2 separate regions of the Sus scrofa genome follow, and region 2 is linked to region 1. A link is a contact called in public Hi-C data. All regions are on one chromosome and are shown on one strand. The core of a region is the stretch at or near the end of the contact, and the rest is flanking DNA. Distances in the headings are between cores, read along the strand shown.

The links. A called contact is a pair of places that touch in the nucleus more often than the background predicts.
Region 2: a Hi-C map of alveolar macrophages shows a contact between it and region 1, with 4 times the contacts expected there. The contact joins two enhancer-like sites. A contact is called at or near these places in 1 of 5 promoter capture datasets (liver), 26 of 47 Hi-C or Micro-C datasets (adipose tissue, alveolar macrophages, blood and 11 more) and 2 of 2 datasets of contacts at active chromatin or transcription factors (alveolar macrophages and skeletal muscle).

Annotation. Positions count from the first base shown.
Region 1 is chr11:51,541,966-51,548,956 of Sscrofa11.1, reverse strand. NDFIP2 (NEDD4 family-interacting protein 2) reads right to left here. Exons shown (of 8, transcript XM_001926577.5): 5 at 1,760-1,884. Among named protein-coding and RNA genes, the nearest start is that of NDFIP2, 51 kb to the right of the region's middle. Within about 2 kb of position 3,641, at least 15 of the 83 cell types and tissues checked have an H3K27ac peak or open chromatin away from gene starts, as enhancers often do. A contact at or near this core is called in alveolar macrophages, where this site is marked.
Region 2 is chr11:51,454,751-51,461,645 of Sscrofa11.1, reverse strand. No RefSeq gene overlaps it. Among named protein-coding and RNA genes, the nearest start is that of NDFIP2, 36 kb to the left of the region's middle. Within about 2 kb of position 1,720, at least 17 of the 83 cell types and tissues checked have an H3K27ac peak or open chromatin away from gene starts, as enhancers often do. A contact at or near this core is called in alveolar macrophages, where this site is marked.

The DNA.
Region 1 (6,991 bases), core at 2,392-4,891:
GTCTTTGAATTTAAGGTCTCCATCTTAATCACAATAACTGGAGTTGATAACTAGATCATCTAACCTTTTCTCAACCTGAGGTTCTATGAGAGAATTAGGTCCTATTATCTCAGAGGCCGGGGTGGCATGTAATACACTAATTTCTTTTTTTTATGAGTCTAGACTGATCCTAGCCGTTCACTAACCTCAGAAGAACTGAGAAAAATCAAATCATTTTCTGTATTCTGAGATTTAGGCAAGAAATCCTATTTGAATACTAATAATTAATTCTATTACTAACATAACCAAGGTTGGATATATGTACTTTAGCTCTTCTGAGGTTTTTCTAACACTAACTTCTGCAAGGGCAGCGACTGTCTCTTTATCTCAGTGATTGTCTCTCTTTATCTCTAACATAAAAGTCTAATCCCATGATTAGACTCATGGTGGGAACCCATTTTACATTTTTAAAATGAAATTAAAACAGAAACTAGCCAGGGGGGCAGTTCTTACAATGGCCCAGTTTAATCACCTTAGAATAAGCCAGCCCACAGGTCCCCAATCAAGAATCCCAAGAATCAACTGATTAATAACCAAATCCTATAATCTAGTCTGAACAGAGACAGGGTCTGATAAGACTACTGAAGCCCTGGGAAGTAATAAAATAAGCTTAAAAATAACAAGAAACACATAAAACTCGGTTTTAATAGTGCTGTAATAGGTAATTTTTTAATCAATTTGATAATGTAGGTGCATAACTGACATGTCTGAAGCACTTAAGAAAAGCTGACAAAATATGTGATTTCTACTGAAAAATTCAGGACTTAACTCATTCAATTAGAAATTGATGTTTAAATAAATAAGACTTTTAGAAAGTATATATATTATTAATTGTACAGCAGAATTTAAATGCGTGGGTAACTTTTAAAAAGTTATTAATTAACATAGCCACTTCCCTAGCCTTAATCTAATGAAACTTTGTAAAACTTTCTACCTTTGTAAAAAGGAGCCAAAAGGGGCTTTCAAGTGGCAAAGAAAAAGAGCTGGGGGAAGATTATGCTTACAATACCACTCCTGTGCAATGGTTACAGAAAATTATCTGGGGACTAGAGAAGTTGTTGAGATGGGAGAAAGAAAAGGACGTCCAGTTATTTCCCTCTATACCACCTTGTAAATGATATGAGGTAGATAGAGGGTGATTTCCAGGAACCACAGGAAATGAAAAGAAAGGCATAGAATGGAATTCCCAGTGTGGCTCAGCGGTTAGCGAAACCGAATAGTATCCATGAGGAGTTGGATTCGATCCCTGGCCTCACTCAGTGGGTTAAGGATCCGGCCTTGCGGTGAGCTGTGGTGTAAGTTGAAAATGCGGCTCGGATCTGGCATTGCTGTGGCTGTGGTGTAGGCCAACAGCTACAGCTCTGACTCGACCCCTAGCCTGGGAACCTCCATATGCCTCAGGTGCGGCCCTAAAAAAGACCAAAAATAAGTAAATAAATAAATAAATAAAAACTTAAGTTACAACACTAATACAAAAAAAAAGATAAGATTCAAACTCAAATTTTTCTGATTTCAAAGTTCTTTCAACATACAAGCTCTCATATAATACAGTCATAAAATGTTCACACCAGAGATCCTTATAATAATTAAGTATAGAAGTTAATAAATCTTAACATAACTGAACTCACATACATAAAATGAACATTTATGAGCCACCTGGGAAATTTCATGTATTTTAATTTTTAGAGACAAAAGTGACAGGGGCTATCAAGACACTCACCCTGACAATAAGAATCCACTTGATCAATGAAAGGCCAAATCCACAGATGGCACCATACCTTCCAGCTATGGTATTGGTGATACAGAAAGATAAACAAAATCCAAGCCAGTTGAAAATAAATGCCACTGAAAGCAAGAGAAATAATTCTTTTAAAGACCACACTTTGGAAACAAATTAACAAGAAACATACACAATATACTTCACTGATCAATAGAAACAGCAGTTCCCTTCAACTCTATACCAATTAAGTCTTCTTTATAGACTATAGTTTACCCTTTGCAAACGTATTCATTATTCAAAGCATTTTTTTATTTTAATGATTTTTATTTTTTCCATTATAGCTGGTTTACAGTGTATAAAGTATTTTAACAAATGGGTAACCTTGGTTTCTTGTCAGTTTGGTGAACAGGAATCAATTCCTTAAAGGTTATCACTAAAAGTTGAAACCATACTTTTATTTATTTATTTATTTATTTATTTATTTATTTATTAAAGATGAACTGAATAAATGACTGCTCCAGAGCAGGTACTGTTCACCGTCCCCACCTCTTACCTAACAAAACCTGTTGTTCCCTTTCGTAGGAACCAACCCACTTCTACAGCCTTTATTTCAGGGAAGGATGGACCCCATACTAAGCCCCCATAGGTCAGGCTGAGTCTTTTGGGAAAACTACAGGAGGCCAAAACTCCCTGCCAGTGATTTTTTTTTTAATTGGACTTCTGAAAAACATTCTTAAAAATACAGCAAGGAGGACAATGTAGTTTAAATAAGTGGCTCTAAATTGATCATTGTTGAAGCTGGGTAATGAATATACAGGAGTTTATTATATTCTAGGTAATGAATATACAGGAGTTGGGTAATGAATATACAGGAGTTTATTATATTCTAGTCTAGTTTGAGAGTTTCAAAAGTAAAAGTTTTTTAAAAAGAAAAGGAAAGGCCCTTCATCTTCCACTGATGTCATGTTTAAGAGATATACCTGGAACTGCCGCAAGGATCTTACTATCAGCCTGAGGAGTAAACCATCATTCCAAGGGGAGAGAAGAAAAGCAGGGAAAAGCAGAGCCACAGCACTGATAAATGGTCTGTACCTGAGGGCTGCTCATCCAGGGATTTCTTGGTTTGTGAGATAATCCCCTAACTATTTAAAATAGTTGAGTAAAGGTCTATTACTGGTAGCAGAAACCATTCTGACACAGGTCCTTGAAATATAATCAAAATGCCCTCTTTATGTCCAAGATATCAACATTACCAAAATAAAAATAGTAGAGTTCCTGTCGTGGCACAGTGAAAACGAATCCGACTAGGAACCATGAGGTTTCGGGTTCAATCCCTGGCCTTGCTCGGTGGGTTAAGGATCTGGCGTTGCTGTGAGCTGTAGTGTAGGTCGCAGACACAGCTCGGATCCCGAGTTGCTGTGGCCATGGTGTAGGCCAGCAGTTGCTGCTCCACTTTGACCCCTAGCCTGGGAACCTCCATATGCCATGGGTGTGGCCCTAAAAAGCAAAGTAATAATGATAATAATAATAATGACAGTAGTAATAATAAATCTAAAGATCAATTTGAGCATAAGTGTGGTCTTGTTCAGTGTCCATGTTCTTACCCTGAGTATCTCCAACCAACCCTCAGGGAGAATAGAGCAAATTACCTATAGAAATTATGATCTTTCAGGATTCTGAAGACAAAAAGGAAACATTTTAGGATATGTTGAAACAGAATGGCTATTTCTTTGAAGCAATGTCCCTACTCCTATAATTTCCTCCTTCCTAATACTTGCTAATCACAGCTTTTTTCCTCATTTATGGAAGCTGTACTGCATGCTGCAATAGTGAGAGAAATGGACTGTAAAAGAGGGGAGCCGTGTCTGAGTCATGCTGTACTCATTCACTCTGTATATGACCTTGGACTCACTGCTGATTTCCCTAAGCCACAGTTCTCTGATCTGTAAGCTGCTACTTCACAAGACTGATAAGAGGATTAAGTGAGAATGTAAAGAGCTTAGCACAGTACAGAACCTGGCAGTAGTGACTGCTGAAAAATGTTAGCCACACTCACTACCCATACAAAATGCTCTCTTCACATTACAAAGTAGGTCTTCTCCTTCCCGCAAAGAAAATTCAGAAGACACTACTGTAAACAAAGCTTGTTTACACTGCTTTTTAGCTACCACAACACTGAACAGCAGAGACAGACTATTTCCATCACTGCAGAATAATCAATTGCACATAGCTGCTCTGTATCTCATTGGCTAATATCTGTGTTCGCCGTGGGGAAAGCACGGAACAAGAAATAGCTTTATATCTATTTACAGTAAAGAATTTACATGAACAAATAGCACTAGAGACTCCCAACTGGTTGCCACCTACGTGTTGGTGGCAAGCTGAGCTATTTCTCTCCTCTGCCTTCAGGGCAGGCAGATGAGGTTTGCAGCACAGGACAGCGCAGTCCTAAGCACCTTACTTCTTCATCCCCGGGTGCTATCGACACCGTAGCATTCTGTAAGCATGCCATGATGTTAAAAGAGAGGAAGCACCAATGGAGAAAACCCCAAACAGCAAAAGTATGCTTTCACCTTTGAGTATGTATATGTTTATCTTTGGGGAAAAAAATAATTTAAACACTGTCCAATGTCTTCAAAATCAGACTTACCAACATCTATTATACATATCATTGTACCCCAAAGAGGAAAAAGATCCCAAAGAACGGAAAACGTACTTAATGAACCACCATGTTTTCTTCACGTTGTCTGCTAGCAGCATGAATGTCTAAATTGTGCTCATGTGCTATAACTTGCTATAGATTAAACCGTGTTCCCTTCCAAATTCAAAGGCTAAATAGCAGTGCGATGGTATTTAGAGAGGGACCTTTAGGGAAGGAATTACAATGAAATGAGGTTATAAGGGTGAAGCCCTAATACAACAGGATTGGTGTCCTTATAGGAAGAGGCAGAGACACCAGAGAGCTCTCTCTCTCTGCACACAGGCAGAGAGGCCATGCGAGGACACAGCAAGAAGACCGCCATCTGCAAACCAGGAGGGGACCCCACCAGAGACCAACTTTTCTGGCACCTTGATCTCCTAGCCTCCAGAACTGTGGGAAAATAAATTCTCATTATTTAAGTCACCCAGTCTGTGGCTCATATATAAGCAGATAAGGCATGTATGAGGCCTTTTGCATAACACTTCAAGGATTAAGAGAAGCAAAACATTATCGGAGGACACATATATTTCTTTCTTTACATTTTCTGAACATGAACAATTATCTTACCAAATTTAAGTGTAAACTTTTTTTAGGATTACTTGCAGTAAGAGACTGAATTGTAGACATAGAAAACAGAGGAGAGAATTAAACCAAGAAAATTTTTTTGGTGTATTTTTGGTCTTTTTAGGGCTGCACCCACAGAATATGGAAGTTCCCAGGCTAGGGGTCCAATCAGATCTGTAGCTGTCAGCCTACACCACAGTCACAGCTACATGGGATCCGAATGGCGTCTGCAACCTACACCACAGCTCATGGCAATGCCAGATCCTTAACCCACTGATTGGGGCCAGGGATCGAACCCATATCCTTATGTATTCTAGTCAGGTTCGTTACCACTGAGCAACAACAGGAACTCCAAACCAAGAAAAGCCTTTAATTAAAACATTCTTACTGACATTCAAGGCAGTTTTTTTGCATATATTATATAACCTGAAATGCTTAAATTATAAATCACTTTAAACAGAATTTATTTCTGGAATTTAGAAATAGACAACAGAACAGATTCTAGACAATAGCTACTCTATTGTTTAAGAGGCATAGAAAATATAGCAAGTTGCAATTTGTAGAACAGCCACTAGATGGTAGTGACTACAAAAAAGCTATGCTTAGCAACACAATTAAACAGGCCCTGGCATACAGCCTACCCCCAAAAAACATCAGGAAATGAAGGTAAAAAATAAGTCATACTTTACTCTTATAATATTAGTAGAATATGTTTAGAACAGGAAGCATAAAGATGTAAGGTGTAGAAACAATTTAGTAAAAATGAAATGAAAGGCAGATAATTTACATTAATGTATCAAATAGATTTATTTATATTCACATTGGCTAATATACCACCATTGACCAAAAATAAGGTAAACCAAGTGCCTAGGTTACTGTGGATTTACAACAATGGTATATCAGTGAAATGTTTTCATACCTAAAAAATAAAAATTGAGAAGATAGCATGTTTACGCAAAATACAGAAATGAGATAATAACTAAGCTCTGAGTTGAATAATTAGATGGTGTTAAATAACATGCTTTTATAACTAAGAAACAGGTATTTATACTACAAATAACTACAATAAAAATAAATTTTTTTTTCTTTTTAGGGCAACACCTGTGGCTTATGGCAGTTCCCAAGCTAAGGGTGGACTATGCCACAGCAACAGCAACATCAGTCTGCGACCGAGAGAAACATAGGTCTGAGACCGATGCCACAGCTCACCACTATGCCGATCCTGAATCCACTGGGCAAAGCCAGGGATCAAACCCACATCCTCATGGATATTAGGTGGGTTCATGAGCCACAAAAGGAACTCCTTAAATTATTTCTTTTCCAATTAAAATGTGTTACAAGACATAGCCATGAAAGGAATTAATGTTTATGCTACTCTTTTTGTTTAAAAAAAAAGTGGGAAGCCTTATTACCATACAGCATTATCAGTTCAACTAAAACTAAGGAAAAAAATTAAGGTTCACTAGACTAATAGTATAAAACAGAATTATTTGTAGCCAAAGTGTTCATTTTATTTTCATCCTATTTCACATCACATCTAACTATAAATTGTAACTAAAACCACAAGATATAAATATTGCATATATGTTAATTAGCTAGTTGCCAACTTGAATATAATTCAGTAACTCTAAAGAGAAAAAATATAACTGCCTGCCTATCCACTCACACAATTCTAAGTGGTTATCTACTTCTATTTTCAGCAAATGAAATGAAAGCCAGAACGGAAGAAAGAAACCATTTCAAAATAGAGGAGAAGTTCCCATCTTGGTGCAGTGGAAACAAATCTGACTAGGAACCATGAAGTTGTAGGTTCGATCCTGGGTCTCGCTTAGTGGGTTAAGGATCCAGCATTGCTGTGGCTGTGGTGTAGGCGGCAGCTGCAGCTCTGATTTGACCCCTACCTGGGAACCTCCACATGCCAAGGTGTGGCCCTAAAAAGTTAAAAAAAAAAAAAAGAGGAAAAGGAA
Region 2 (6,895 bases), core at 471-2,970, 85 kb after region 1:
TGAGGTAGAGGAGTGTGTCTGTGTGTTTAAACAATGGGGAGGGGATACAGGAGAAAAGGACCTTGTCTGAGGGGCTGCAATGAAAGTTAGTATAGCATGACTCTGGGGATCAAAGCAGGTAATAGGAAGCTATGGCAATAGAAGTTAAGGCCAGATGACTAAAGAAAGAAAAAGAAAAGAAAATGTGCCAAGTTTCAAAAATGTTAGAAAGAGAGTTATAGGACTTAAAGGCAGAATATGGTACCAAAAATATGAATCTCAGGATAATAATAACAAGTGCGACCATTTGGGATTAAATAGGAGCAAAGGGAGAGAAACAGAAGACGAGGAAAGTAGGTCCCTAAGTGTGAAGCACCAGATGAGCATCACATGAAAATCTGTTAGAAATGCAGACTCCCCGGCCCTGCCTCAAGCTGGAAACTCTGATTGGGATCCAGCAATCTGTATTTTAACAAGCCCACCAGGTGATTCTGGCACAACTGAAGTTTCAGAACCACTTCCCTAGAATATCAGCTAGGGTTTGCAGCTTGCTTTAATGGGAGTAAGGAACCCATCTAACTCCTAGGGCCAGTTTCTGTCTTGATTGTTATGTGTTAAAAGGTTGGGGGTTTTTTTTGTTTTTTTAATTAAAAAAGCTACCTCAACTTTTTGTGCTGTGTTTAGAGTTTAGGGGTCAGTCAGAAATCATTTGGATAAAAAGATATGCTGCAGAGAAGAATGTCATTTTTTTTTCTAACATCTGAGCCTTACAATGAACTTTTATAGCTCTGAAAACAAAAGACCTAAAAAGAGAAAACTTAGTGAACTTGCTGCTGATTCATTTGTACCAACTGATTAAATTTATGAACCATCATCAGTTTGCACTCTAGCTATTATACCATGATTTAGGCAATTATTTACAGCAATGCTTCACAAAACTTTAACACTTACTCAAGCACAAAGGTTCCCATTGTGTATTTCATAATAGATAAAATTAGGTTCCATAGTACATCCTCTTCTTTTCGGGGACAAGAGCTTAGAGAACAGAAAGTACAACGTAAAACAAAATGTAATCTGTTTTAGGACATTTATTCCTATCCTAGTAGATCCAATGAGCAAAAGGCAATTTCCTTGATGAAAAAATAAATGGTTTTCTTCTGAAAGGGTTTATGAGTCAGGGTCCAGTCAGAAGACAGAGACTATATCAGCTCTGGGAACAGGAAAAGTTCAATATAAAGAATTGAGATACTAGAAGGTGGTCAACTACCAAAACTAGTAAAAGGAGTCCAGAAATGTCAGGGGTGAAAAAACAGCCACGATCTGTAGGCTGTGGAAACAGACAATAAAGGAACTCAGTGCCAAGAGAAGGTTTCCCCAGCCCCTGGCTAAGATCTGGACCTCTCAGAGAAGCAGCCACTACCATAGTAACACTCGGCCTGCTGGGAGCCCAAGAGATTGACGAGTATAGACTGGCACTGGTCTGTGGAAAAAGCCCATACTGCTGGAGGTTGTGAGTGGGCTGGAAGTGATACACCATTGCCAGAAGGTGTAGGCAGGCCAGAACTGCTCAGGCATCTGGGAGGGAGATCAAAGCCTCAGGGTATACGTGACTGGAGCTCCTCCGTACATAAGCTGCTAATCTCCTGCTCTTAATAATCACGTGTGTCTAAGGACTGGAATCTCGAAGGGAAGTGTCTTACTGGGGCTATTGCCTAGAGGGTCACACCAGTGCCCCCTACTGGCAAAGTCTAATATTCCCTTAATGTGTGAAGGAGAAATACTGAGAGGTCAGCTGCAGTATCACAAAGCAGGGCAAAGAATGATGGATTTGGAGTTGAGAGACAGTAAACTGAAAATTGTAAAGTCCATCATTTGGCTACTCAGCTACCATGTACGCTTTTCTATGCACATTTAGACTTCCAGTCAGCAACAAAACAACTCAAGTTTTCCACCGACCAAGATGCCGCTATCCTTCACGTACATTAAGAAATCTCAAGCTTTTTCCAAAATGCGGAGACACACAGTTCCAAGAGTTATCGTAATTCTTGTATTGCAATACAATCATATCCCATTGAATATTCAGTTATACAAAGGCTAAATTGTAATTTATTTATTTATTTATTTATTTATTTATTTATTTTTTTTTTTTTTTGCTTTTTAGGGCCATACCCGTGGCACATGGAGGCTCCCAGGCTAGGGGTTGAATTGGAGCTGTAGCTGCCAGCCTACACCACAGCCACAGCAACGTAGGATCTGAGCTGCGTCTGTGACTTATACCATAGCTCACTGCAACGCCAGATCTTTGACCCACTGAGCGAGGCCAAGGATCGAACCCATAGCCTTATGATTCCTAGTCAAATTCATTTCTGCTGCACCATGATAGGAACCCCTAAATTATAAATTTTAACCTTTAAAACATGTATATAAAATAATAACAGAGAGAAGACAATTACTATTACAAAGAAATAAATGCATTCACAGAGCAAGCAAATAGAAAATATGCAAAGCTACTAAAGCCCTTGCTTCCACAGTTGGCCATGAGGCTGTGGCTGGCATCTACAATTTCTTTCTTCTACTATCCTTTCCATATTTCACTTGCTCTCAGGAAAAATATCAGCATACTGGGATTCTTTACCTGGTGGAATGATCCAAAACTTAATTCCCGAAGAGTCTGTATTCTGAATATTTATTTATTTATTTACTTTTGGTTGTTGAGTTTTCCATTAACCTTAGAACATGGAAGTCCTAAGAGGTAGCTCAGAGAATTTCCTGGGTTCCAGACATAGAACTTTTCACCTTTATGTTTGATAGCAACCCAATTTCCCCTTGGTACTTGGGATCAGTTATACCAGCCAGTAAAGTTACTTTCGTTTTCTTCCTATTGATTTAGTGGCATATGAGCTGCAAATGACAAGGTGACAATCTTATCTTCCATTTCAATAGAACTATTATTTTGTCTTCTGATAGAAGCGTTCCCTCCTGGGAACTAAGACCTCCAAACCAGCAGAGCTCAAAACTGCTGGGGCAGGAAGCAAAGATTCTGTAAGTGAGTCGTTATGCATAGTAGTAAAAAAGCTGCTCCTACTTCCACCCCCTTGACTCTGACTATCATGTGTTGGGGGGAAAGTACCACACAAACCTCTGATTCAAAGTATATAACGTGTTCTGTAAGACAGACCCCGTATCTTTAGGGTAGCTTTTTCCCCCAAACCTGGAAGTGTATTCAAGTTTTTTGTAAGGCATTTACTAGTCAATTAGGCCAACTGCTTCTAGGTCTCCAGCTTCATACATTGTCGCGAGCCATGTTTCTACAGCATTTTCTTAGCCTCTTTGCTGAAAACTCCATCTTGTCCTGCTTTACTTTACCCCATCTTCCTGCTTGAAAAACAGTCGCAGTGCTGGTAAATGACTTAAGCTTAAGAACAAAGACCTAAAGGCTTAAGTTATTCATATGATCAGCTGAATGAGGACATAATGCCTTGGTCTAGGCACGCAGGACCTGTGCAGATTGGCACGCCGTTTGCACAGCATGATACGTCCTCTAAAAAATAAGAGAAAGAGGAGACTTGTGGCCCCAAAGGGTTTATGAGGGGTCGTTGGTAGGATGTGCATTAGCAAGGAGAACTGAGGTGCAAACCTAGGCACACCGTCTGCAGAAGCACAATAGTGATTCTCTAGAATGCTATGCATAGATAGCTGATGCCAAGCTTCCTCAAATGCTGATGATTGTTAAATGCCTCAAGGTCAGAATAAAAGCTTAATCAGCAACCAGCTATGTGACTTTTAAAATAACTTTAAAAAACCTATATCCTGCACCTACTACCCCCTCCTCACTTGACATAATCCTCAAGAGCACAACAAAAGCAGTGTGGTTTCTTGAGGCCACGCTCTTGGTCCCCGAGACCTTGAGTCCCCGGTTCCCACCTTTACTTAGGATAAATGTCTCTGTGTCTTGTTTTATGTTAACTTTTTTCCTTAAGTTTCACAGCACCTGTTCTTCAGCCCCATCCTGCTGAGCTGGTCTCGGCAATATGTTTTTCTGAGAGGACTTACATGTTTGTTTTTAGAGCAGATAGTGAAAATGGCTTAGAGCAAGTGTGGCTTGAACCACAGTGGACACGAACCTGACAAAAGGATCATGATGTACTTATGAACCACTTGGGGAAATATGGGTTGAACGGATGGCTTGGACTAGAAAATAGTTGAACACCCATTCACTAAAGATTCACAGGTCAATGTCACCCAAAAGAAACATGTCTAGTGTATTAATGCAGAAGAGAATCACTGGCCCACTAATGTGTCACAATCTGATAAATGTTGAGAGCATATGCCTCAGATCTTTGATGATGTAAAATTGGAAGGGATAGAGAATAAATTGAATGAGTTAGGATATCAAAATATTTAGATCGTAAATCTGGGACTTAATTTAACCAGATTAAATTTATTTTTATTTATTTATCTGTCTGTCTGTTTATTTATTTTATTTTATTTTTACAGCCATACCTGCAGCACATGGAAGTACCTGCACTAGGGGTTGAATTGGAGCTGCAGCTGGGATCTACGCCACAGCCACAGCAACCCTAGATCTGAGCTGCATCTACTTCCTATGCCACAGCTTGCAGCAACGCTGGATCCTTAACCCACTGAGCTAGGTCAGGGATCCAACCTGCAACCTCACGGTCATTATGTTGGGTTCTTAATTGGTTGAGGCACAACAGGAACTCCTAACCAGATTAAATTTAACATAAAATCAATACAAATACTAATAAGGTCTGATGGAGTGATACAAGTTGATACTAAAGATCACTAGAAAAACAAACAGGCACGAATAGCCAGGAAAACACTGAAAAAGGAAACACTACCAGGGAATAACCCTACCTGATATTAAACCATAGTATACACAAATCCTCCAAAATTAAAACTGTAGGGTGCTGACTGGTGCAAGAACAGACCAACAGGCCAGTAGAATCTAATAAAATAGCCATAGTTAGGTCCAAATATTTATGGAAAGTTAGTACATCAGAAAAGTGACTATACAAATAACTGGGTTAAAGATGGACCTTTTTTTTTTTTTGCTGTTTAGAGCCACACTCACAGCATATGGAGGTTCCCAGGCTAGAGGTCTAATCGGAGCTACAGCCATAAGCCTACACCACAGCCACAGCAACTTGGGATCTGAGCCATGTCTTCAACCTACACCACAGCTCACGGCAACGCCAGATCCTTAACCCGCTGATGGAGGCCAGGGATCAAACCTGCATCCTCATGGATACTAGTCAGATTCATTTCCACTAAGCCACAACAGGAACTCCAAAGATAGACTTTTCAGTACATGGTGCTGGAACTACTGGGTAGCCATTTGTAGGAAGATAAAATTGGATTATTAAATCACACCATACACAAAAATAAACTCCAAATTGATTAGGAAGGAATCTATATGTACATTTAAAAAATCATGTAAGTACTAAAAGAATAACAGATGAATTCCTTTTCAACCTCCATGCAATGAAAATCTTTCTAATCATGACTGAAGATCCAGAAGCAATAAGAAAATAATAAATTTTATTACATAAAAAACATAAAAATTTCACATGACAAGAAAACCATAGCCAAAATCAAAATATAATTGACAATTGGGAGAAATATTGATTATACATAAGACAGACAAAGGGCTAATAATCTTAATATACAACCAATCTTAAAATTGAGGGACAGTAGATAAAGCAGTGCTTACTAGGATAGTTACAGCATTAAACATTTGTATTAGAAAGGAAGCAAAATCTCAAATCCACAGCATATGTTTTGAATTTAGTAACAAAAGAAGGCAAAAAATAGAACCAAAGTAAGAATAATATAGGAAATAATAAATATTAGAGCAGAAACAATCAAATTGAAAACAGGAAAAAATACAGAAAGTCAATAAAACACAAAGCTAGTTCTGTTTTAAAAATAAGTAAAATTGATAAACATACAGCAAGACTGACAAAAAGACAGCAAGTGGCACAAAATACTAGCATCAGGACTAAAAGAATGGATATCACCACAGACCCCACAGACAATAAAGGAAAATAAAGGAATATGATAAACAACTCTCTCTAAATAAATTTAATCTCTTATGCATATAAGATGAAAAGACCCAATTCCTTGAAAATCATGAACTACTTAAACATATCTAAGCTTAAGTACATAACCTGAATAGTCCTATTAATATTCAAAAAATTGAATTCATAGCTTAAAGCCTTCTGAAGAATAAATATCCAGCTCAGATTGTTTCACTGAAGAATTCTGCTAAATATTTTCGGAAGAAATAAAAGTAATTTTATAAAATAAAAGTAATCTTCTCCACTAAATAAAAGAGAGAACACTTCCTAATTCATTTTGTGAAGCCCGCTTTATACTTATACAAAATCCAGATGGAGACTCTATTGAAAACAAAAACAAAAACACCCTTATGGATTCATACCTTCAAGAATATAGACAATAAAATCTCCAACAAAATATTAGCAATGATCCAATAGTATATAAACAGAACATTACATCACAACCAAGTGGGGTTTATCCCAGTACTGCAGGGCTGGTTGGTTCAATATCAGAAATTCAGTTGTTATAATTCACCATATTAGCAGTCGAAAGAAAATACCACATGACCATTATCCACTGGCGTAGAAAAAGCATTTGACAAAATTCAACATCTATTCATGATAAAAATTCTCTCTTTTTTTTTTTTAGCTGCACCCACAGCATATGGAAGTTCACCAGCCAGGGATCAAACCCACGCCAGAGCAGCAACACAAGCCACTGAAGTGACAACACTAGATCCTTAACCTGCTGTGCCACAAGAGAACTCCCATGATAAAAATTCTTGACAGACTAGAATAAATAGGAACTTCCTCAACTTGATAATGGGTATTTACAA